Linked DNA regions of Ovis aries: region 1 is linked to region 2. The links are chromatin contacts, called in public Hi-C maps. All regions are on one chromosome and are shown on one strand. Each heading gives the region's core, a stretch centred on a gene start, on an enhancer-like site or on the middle of the called end of the contact. The rest is flanking DNA. Distances are from core to core; before and after follow the strand shown.

Region 1 (2,775 bases), core at 124-2,623, 69 kb before region 2:
GAATTTATCATTGTCTTAAGATGTATATAAATCAATTTTTTAAATATTCAAAGTATTATTGTGAGCATTATTTTATTGCTTTGCTAACATCATGCATTACAATTTTATGGCATTTCTGCAACTTTAGTAGATGTATGGTGCTATGTCAAAGTTTTTTTTTAATAAAAGTATAATTGATTTACAATATTATGTTAGTTTCAGGTGTACAATACAGTGATGCAATATTTTTCAAAGTTGTTTGAAGTTTAAAATGTTTGATTATCTGGAACAATGAAAATTTCCTCCTATACTTGTGTACTAATTTTATTTCTCCTCTTGAACTACATACTTCTTTGTAAATTGAGTTAGTGGAATCTTTGTTTTTTTAATATTTATATTTAAACAAAATTTTATACATTTGAGGGATTTTCTGTTTGTTGTTTTGTGTAAACATTTTTCTTTTAAAAATCCTGTCCAGTTTTTGAATGTTAGTCTTCCTTTGCAGTTTCTTGTTTCAAAGCTTTGGGAATGCTGACATATACCCATAAATCTGTTTTATCCTATTTAATATAGTGTTTCTATGACGTTCTTAAAAATATTTAGAATTTTAATCCACATGGAGTTTATTTTGATGTATAATGTAGACCTTCTTTTTTTCCCTCCAAATGTTCATTCATGTATGCGAGCATTCCTCACTGAGTAACCCCGTTTTACACCCGTGTTTAGGAATATTAATTTACTATGTGTCACATCGGGGTTTTCGACATACACACGTTTGTTCAGTCTCATTCCTTTCAGTTGATCTCAGCTTCTATTTTTGGCTCTGGTTTCAGCCCCAGCCTAGCAGCAGAAACGAACATTTTGCCCCCTGCAGGCTGCCTTGGTCCCACAGGATCTGAGAAGCCTGGGGCCGGGCCTAGAATCTGCCCTCCGAGCCCGCAGCCCGGGTGTGTGTGTGTCGGGGGCGGGGGGGGGGGGGGGGGGGGGGGGGGGCGGGGCGCCATGTGTCGCTCTGTCTCTGCAGGAGGATTTGGGGCGCTTTTGACAGGCCTCCTTCTGCCCAGGTCTCCTGGAGTCTCAGGTTTCCCCAATCGCACGTCTCTAGTGCCTCTAAGAGCTGGGCCTGTACCCGGCTGTCAGGAAGTAACTGTCCCCTTCGGGCTCTCCCTTTAGCATCTTTCTTTCCAGTTCCGTGATGAGGTCACGTGGTTCTCGCCCTCCGTGCGGAATTCCGCCGCACCAGGCGCTGCGCCCGGATAGGTTCTAGGAGCTGACTTTTCAGTCAGCAGCTTCCTGCGTTTTTCCCACTTCCTCGGCCGCCCCCCATCCTTCTCAGCACATCACAGACTGTACCCACTCCTAACAAGGGGCTCACTGTTGAAATGTTGTTGAAACAGACACCGTTCAAACATGAAAAATAAAATATTTTATTTATTCAGCAGACGCACACATACAGTACGGGTGCCAGATGCTATTGTCAGATGAGTCTCGGACTGAGTCAGGCCGGGGATTCTCGAACCGGCCAAGTTTGGTCGCCAAAGTGGAAATCAGGTTTGGGGGCATCTCAGGGAATGAGAAGCGAGCCGGGAGAGGGGTCGTCCTGGAGTCGTCAGCGATGAGGAACAGGCCGGCGCGTGCGCCCCTCTGCTCACGGTCTCCCTTCAGTCCGCGAGCCGCCGGGGAAGAGGGTGTTCGGGAACCGCACCGTCTCGGGCCTGGCGCCGCTCAGCCCGGCGCCGAGGGCTGTCGGGAGCCGGCGCCGAAAGGCGCCCACACCGCCGCCACGCCCGGCGCGCCCCTCCGCGCGGGAACGCCGCGCGCTCCCTGGTCTCGGCCGGGCCTGCCGGCGCGCCCAGGCGGGGGAGCTCGCGGGCAGGATATTCCGCGGTTGGCTGCGGCCCGGCCGGCCGCCTACGCCCGGGCGCGTCAGGGCTCCTCCCCAGGGCGCTCACCCAGAGCGCCCTCGAGGGCTGCGCCACGGGCTCAGGACCGTGCTGGTTATTTTTTTAGACACTGGCTGACAGTCTACGTCCGGAAAACCCAGTGATAATTGGAGAGTAAAACTTAAAATACAGGTGAGCCAACCAGCGGTTGCAGCATTTCCGTGAAAAAATAAAATAAAATAAAATTAAAAAAACCCCGAAAAGCACAGACGCCTTCCAATGCCTGGGCCTCGGGACCCGCCAGTGCAGGACCCACTGTCTTAGAAGGGACATTGGGGGTTCAGCCATGCTGCAGGGATAGGGGACCCCTGGGATGGAAGACCCCTTTTAACGTGCTCCTGGACCTGTAAGGGCGTTTACTGTCTCTTTGGAGAACATACATAACAACAACAAAGTCTCTGAATTCAGTATTTCTTTTAAATTAATCTGTACTTATTTATTTGTACTTATTAATCAGAAACCTATCAACAGATGAAAAAGAATGTTCACGTCACACACAATGTATTTAGCAGATGCAGCAGGAGTTTTTAATCTAGGGGTACAGGGCCAAGTAAGTTTGTCTAGGATTTAAGGAGTCCATGACAACCCTGAAATGCCTTCTTCTAGTAAGAAATTCGGTAGCTGTTATGATGACCAATGTACATAACCTTAATTTGGTTATGAAAAGCTGAACATTCAGTGGGTTTCTAGATTCAGACCTCTCGGCACTAACATGGAGGTTACCCTGAGGAGCGACCCGAGGCCCACGAATCGACCCCAGTGCAAGTGTTTGGTTCTCCAGTGAGGGTCATTACAACCTGGACTTGACTTTCCTTACAGAAGCCCCTTCCACCACCCCCAAAAAAGCCTCAGG
Region 2 (3,031 bases), core at 222-2,721:
AATCTGAACCTTGAGAATTAGGAGGGTTTCTTTTTTGTCACTACCCAGGGAAAGCTGAGTTCCGTGAAGAAATTAGAGGTTAAATCATGTGTTTTTGTTGACTGGAAGACTTGACCTGGAGTATGGAAGATCACTGATGGAGACTGGATTCTAGCAGAGAAAGCAAAGTCCCAACAAATGGAGAAGCAGGGGCTCGAGTGCCCTCCAGTGAGAGACTGACAGTCCCTCTGCTTCTGCCCATTCCCTTCAACTGGGTTATCCCTTCCTCTGGCCCACCAGGTTCCCTTTGGCTTCAAGCTCACTGAAGTAGCTCCTTCCTTTTCTGCTCTCTCCAAATCCCCCTTGCTTATGATACCCTTTTCCTTTTAACAAAGTGCATATACATGCATTTAGGAACATAAAAGAGGAAAACAAAACCACCTGAGAACCATTTCCCTTTGAAAATTCTTAGTAATTGTTTTTTTTCTCCTTTTTGTCCAGATTTGGTCTTGGATCGGAGATGCAAGGCACTGTGCCTGGTGACTTAATCAGACTGGTGTCAGCCAGCAGTAGTTATTGTCTAGCACTAGCAGAGCCTTTCCAGAACATCTGGAGCAACCATGCTCATTTCATATGTGGAAAATCTGAAGCCCAAAGAGCTCAAGTGATCACTGTTAACAGATATGAAATGAACATCTACAATGAAGAGGACATTCTTCTGGGCATGGATAGGTTCTTTTAAATGGTCCACCCATTCTGATTAGTAAGATGGGTGGAGTGATTTACTGGGGTCCTTCCAGATCTCATATTATACAAGCACAGAAATATCAGGAAACAGAATGTCAAACCCTCTGTAAGTTGTGAACTGACCCTAAACAGCTGAGAGTTAGAAAGAAAATGTTGCTTGACTCTCTTGACTTCTAAACCCACCTTAAACCTCATCTCTGAGACCCCGGAATCCACTACACAGTAGACATCAAGAAACGGTTTACGAAATGAATGAACCAGTTTCCCTCGAGGCCCTTCCCTGCTTCCCCTGCGGCTCCATGTACTCTCCCACTAGGAACTGTGCCAGAATTTGAAGCCCTGCCCGGGAATTTTTGGGGATCTTGTCTGGCCTCTTCAGACTGTGACCCCCTTCTAGGGTCAGGACCAGGGCTCCCTTTGTCGCTGCTGGACGCGTACTGAAGCCAAGGAGGCTGCTCTCCTCTACCCTCATATTTTTCCTCGGGATAGGGGCTCTTGTTTGGAAGGCGTGCAAGTACCGAAAAGTGGCCCGAGCCGGTTTTGGAAGCACTAGGGGAGTGCGTGGTGTCGCCTGTCTTCCTAGCCGGGAAACAAGGCTGGGCGTCCACACCCGCAGGGATAGGCAGACCACGCGACTCCGGGCTCGCTCTGCGGAGCGCAGTTCCCCCGAGGGCGCCGAGTGGGCGGGGCCTGGCGGGGCCGGGCCTGGCGAGGTCACGTGACCGCTCGGCAGGCGGGGGAGGCAGAGGCCGAGGGGCTTCAGACGCAGAGTGGCTGGCGGGGCAGTCGCCGCAGCCGGAGGAGCAGCGCCGCAGGCATGGGGAGCTTGAAGGATGAGCTGCTCAAGGGCATCTGGCATGCGTTCACCGCGCTCGACCTGGACCACAGCGGCAAGGTCTCCAAATCCCAGCTCAAGGTGGGCACACCCTCTCCCAGATCCCTATTCGCCCCTCCTCGGCGCGCGCTCTACTATCCCCGGTGGAAGCGGGCAGGCGGGCGGTGACCACAGGGAGTGGCAGCCCAGAATGTGGCCGAGCGGCCTGCTTGGGGTGGAGGGGGCAGAGACCGGCATTTGCATTTTTTGGACTCCCTCTTGTTTTGCGTTAGTTTCCCCAGGGCTCACCTTGAGCAAGGGACCGCGGGGGTGGGGACCCTGAGCGGCGAGCTCGGCTCCCTGTTGGCACAGGAGGCCGGGAAGGTTTCAGACTCCGAGAGGGCGGTGGGAAGCTCCCTAGGAAACTAACCCAAAGTTTCCTCTTCACTCTTGTCTGGGAGAGGAAGGGGCTTGCCCAAGGTGCCTGGGCAGAGCCCTGCAAGGCGCACGCTCCGCACCGGGGCAGTCCTCAAAACGGCCAGCTGCACCGCAGGCAACCGGGCAGTTCCGAGAAGGGAGGGAGAAGTGCCCCAGGGCCCGGCCCTCGGCGGCCTCGGCTTTTGGGGCGCTGTAGCAATGGGGGACGCTTTCCGATTAGTGAGGACGACCTGGCGTCCTCAAGTCTGGATCGAGTCCAGGGTGTGCCGTGTCCCGCAGGAACGCAGTTTCCGGGTGAGGAGCTCTATCGGCACCCTGCAAAGGGTTTTATTGTGACTGCCAAAGACCCCATCATTAAGAGAGAGTAAGGTATGAATAAAGGAATGCTTGTAAATTGAGTAACCCCAAGCAGGGCAGCAGCAGCAAGCAGGGCAAGTGGCACTTGGCCAGGAGAAATTGGCAGCTTCTTGAAAGTTTAAAATACGGAAACAGACAAGAAGAACCATTCATAGGCATTTTAAAATATACACATTTTGGACATGAATGTCTCGTTTTTTTAGCCTCTTCTGGGAGTGAATTTCTGAAGATTGAGTTTGCTTTGTATATTTTGTGCAGTCATCCAGAGGTTCTTATGACTAGTGGCTTTTATGCCAGTAGGACTCAGCATTCTGCCTGTTTTCCTTTCACCCTACTCTCTTTTCTTATACACAAAATCATAGTCTGGAACAATTCATGGAGATCATCCACTTAATCTTTATTTGAATACATTTTTAAAATTAACAGAGTAAAATTAACTTTTTTGGTGGATGGTTCTGAGTTTTAACATACATAGATTTGTATAACTACTACCAAAATTGGGTTTTTGTCAGTTACACCATCCCCAAAATTTCCTTCATGCTGCTCCCTCTTCCTTGACTGCTGGCAATCGATGACCTGTTCTTAATTACTGTAGTTTTGTCTTTTCCACAATGTCATAAAAATGGAGTCACAGAGTATGTAACCTTTTGACATTGGCTTCTTTTATTTAGCATATATGCCTTTGAGATTCACTGA

What was found. Hi-C and Micro-C count contacts between places; a contact is called where the count stands out from the background.
Region 1: a contact with region 2 is called in a Hi-C map of tail adipose tissue, with 2.9 times the contacts expected there. The contact joins the enhancer-like site here to the promoter of SWAP70 in region 2. A contact is called at or near these places in 3 of 16 Hi-C or Micro-C datasets (blood, hypothalamus and tail adipose tissue).

The regions. Positions count from the first base shown.
Region 1 is chr15:42,767,994-42,770,768 of ARS-UI_Ramb_v3.0, reverse strand. No RefSeq gene overlaps it. Among named protein-coding and RNA genes, the nearest start is that of WEE1, 31 kb to the left of the region's middle. Within about 2 kb of position 1,373, at least 45 of the 54 cell types and tissues checked have an H3K27ac peak or open chromatin away from gene starts, as enhancers often do. A contact at or near this core is called in hypothalamus and tail adipose tissue, where this site is marked.
Region 2 is chr15:42,698,967-42,701,997 of ARS-UI_Ramb_v3.0, reverse strand. It overlaps SWAP70 (switching B cell complex subunit SWAP70), which reads left to right and starts at 1,471. Exons shown (of 12, transcript XM_004016163.5): 1 at 1,471-1,642. The coding sequence starts at 1,544.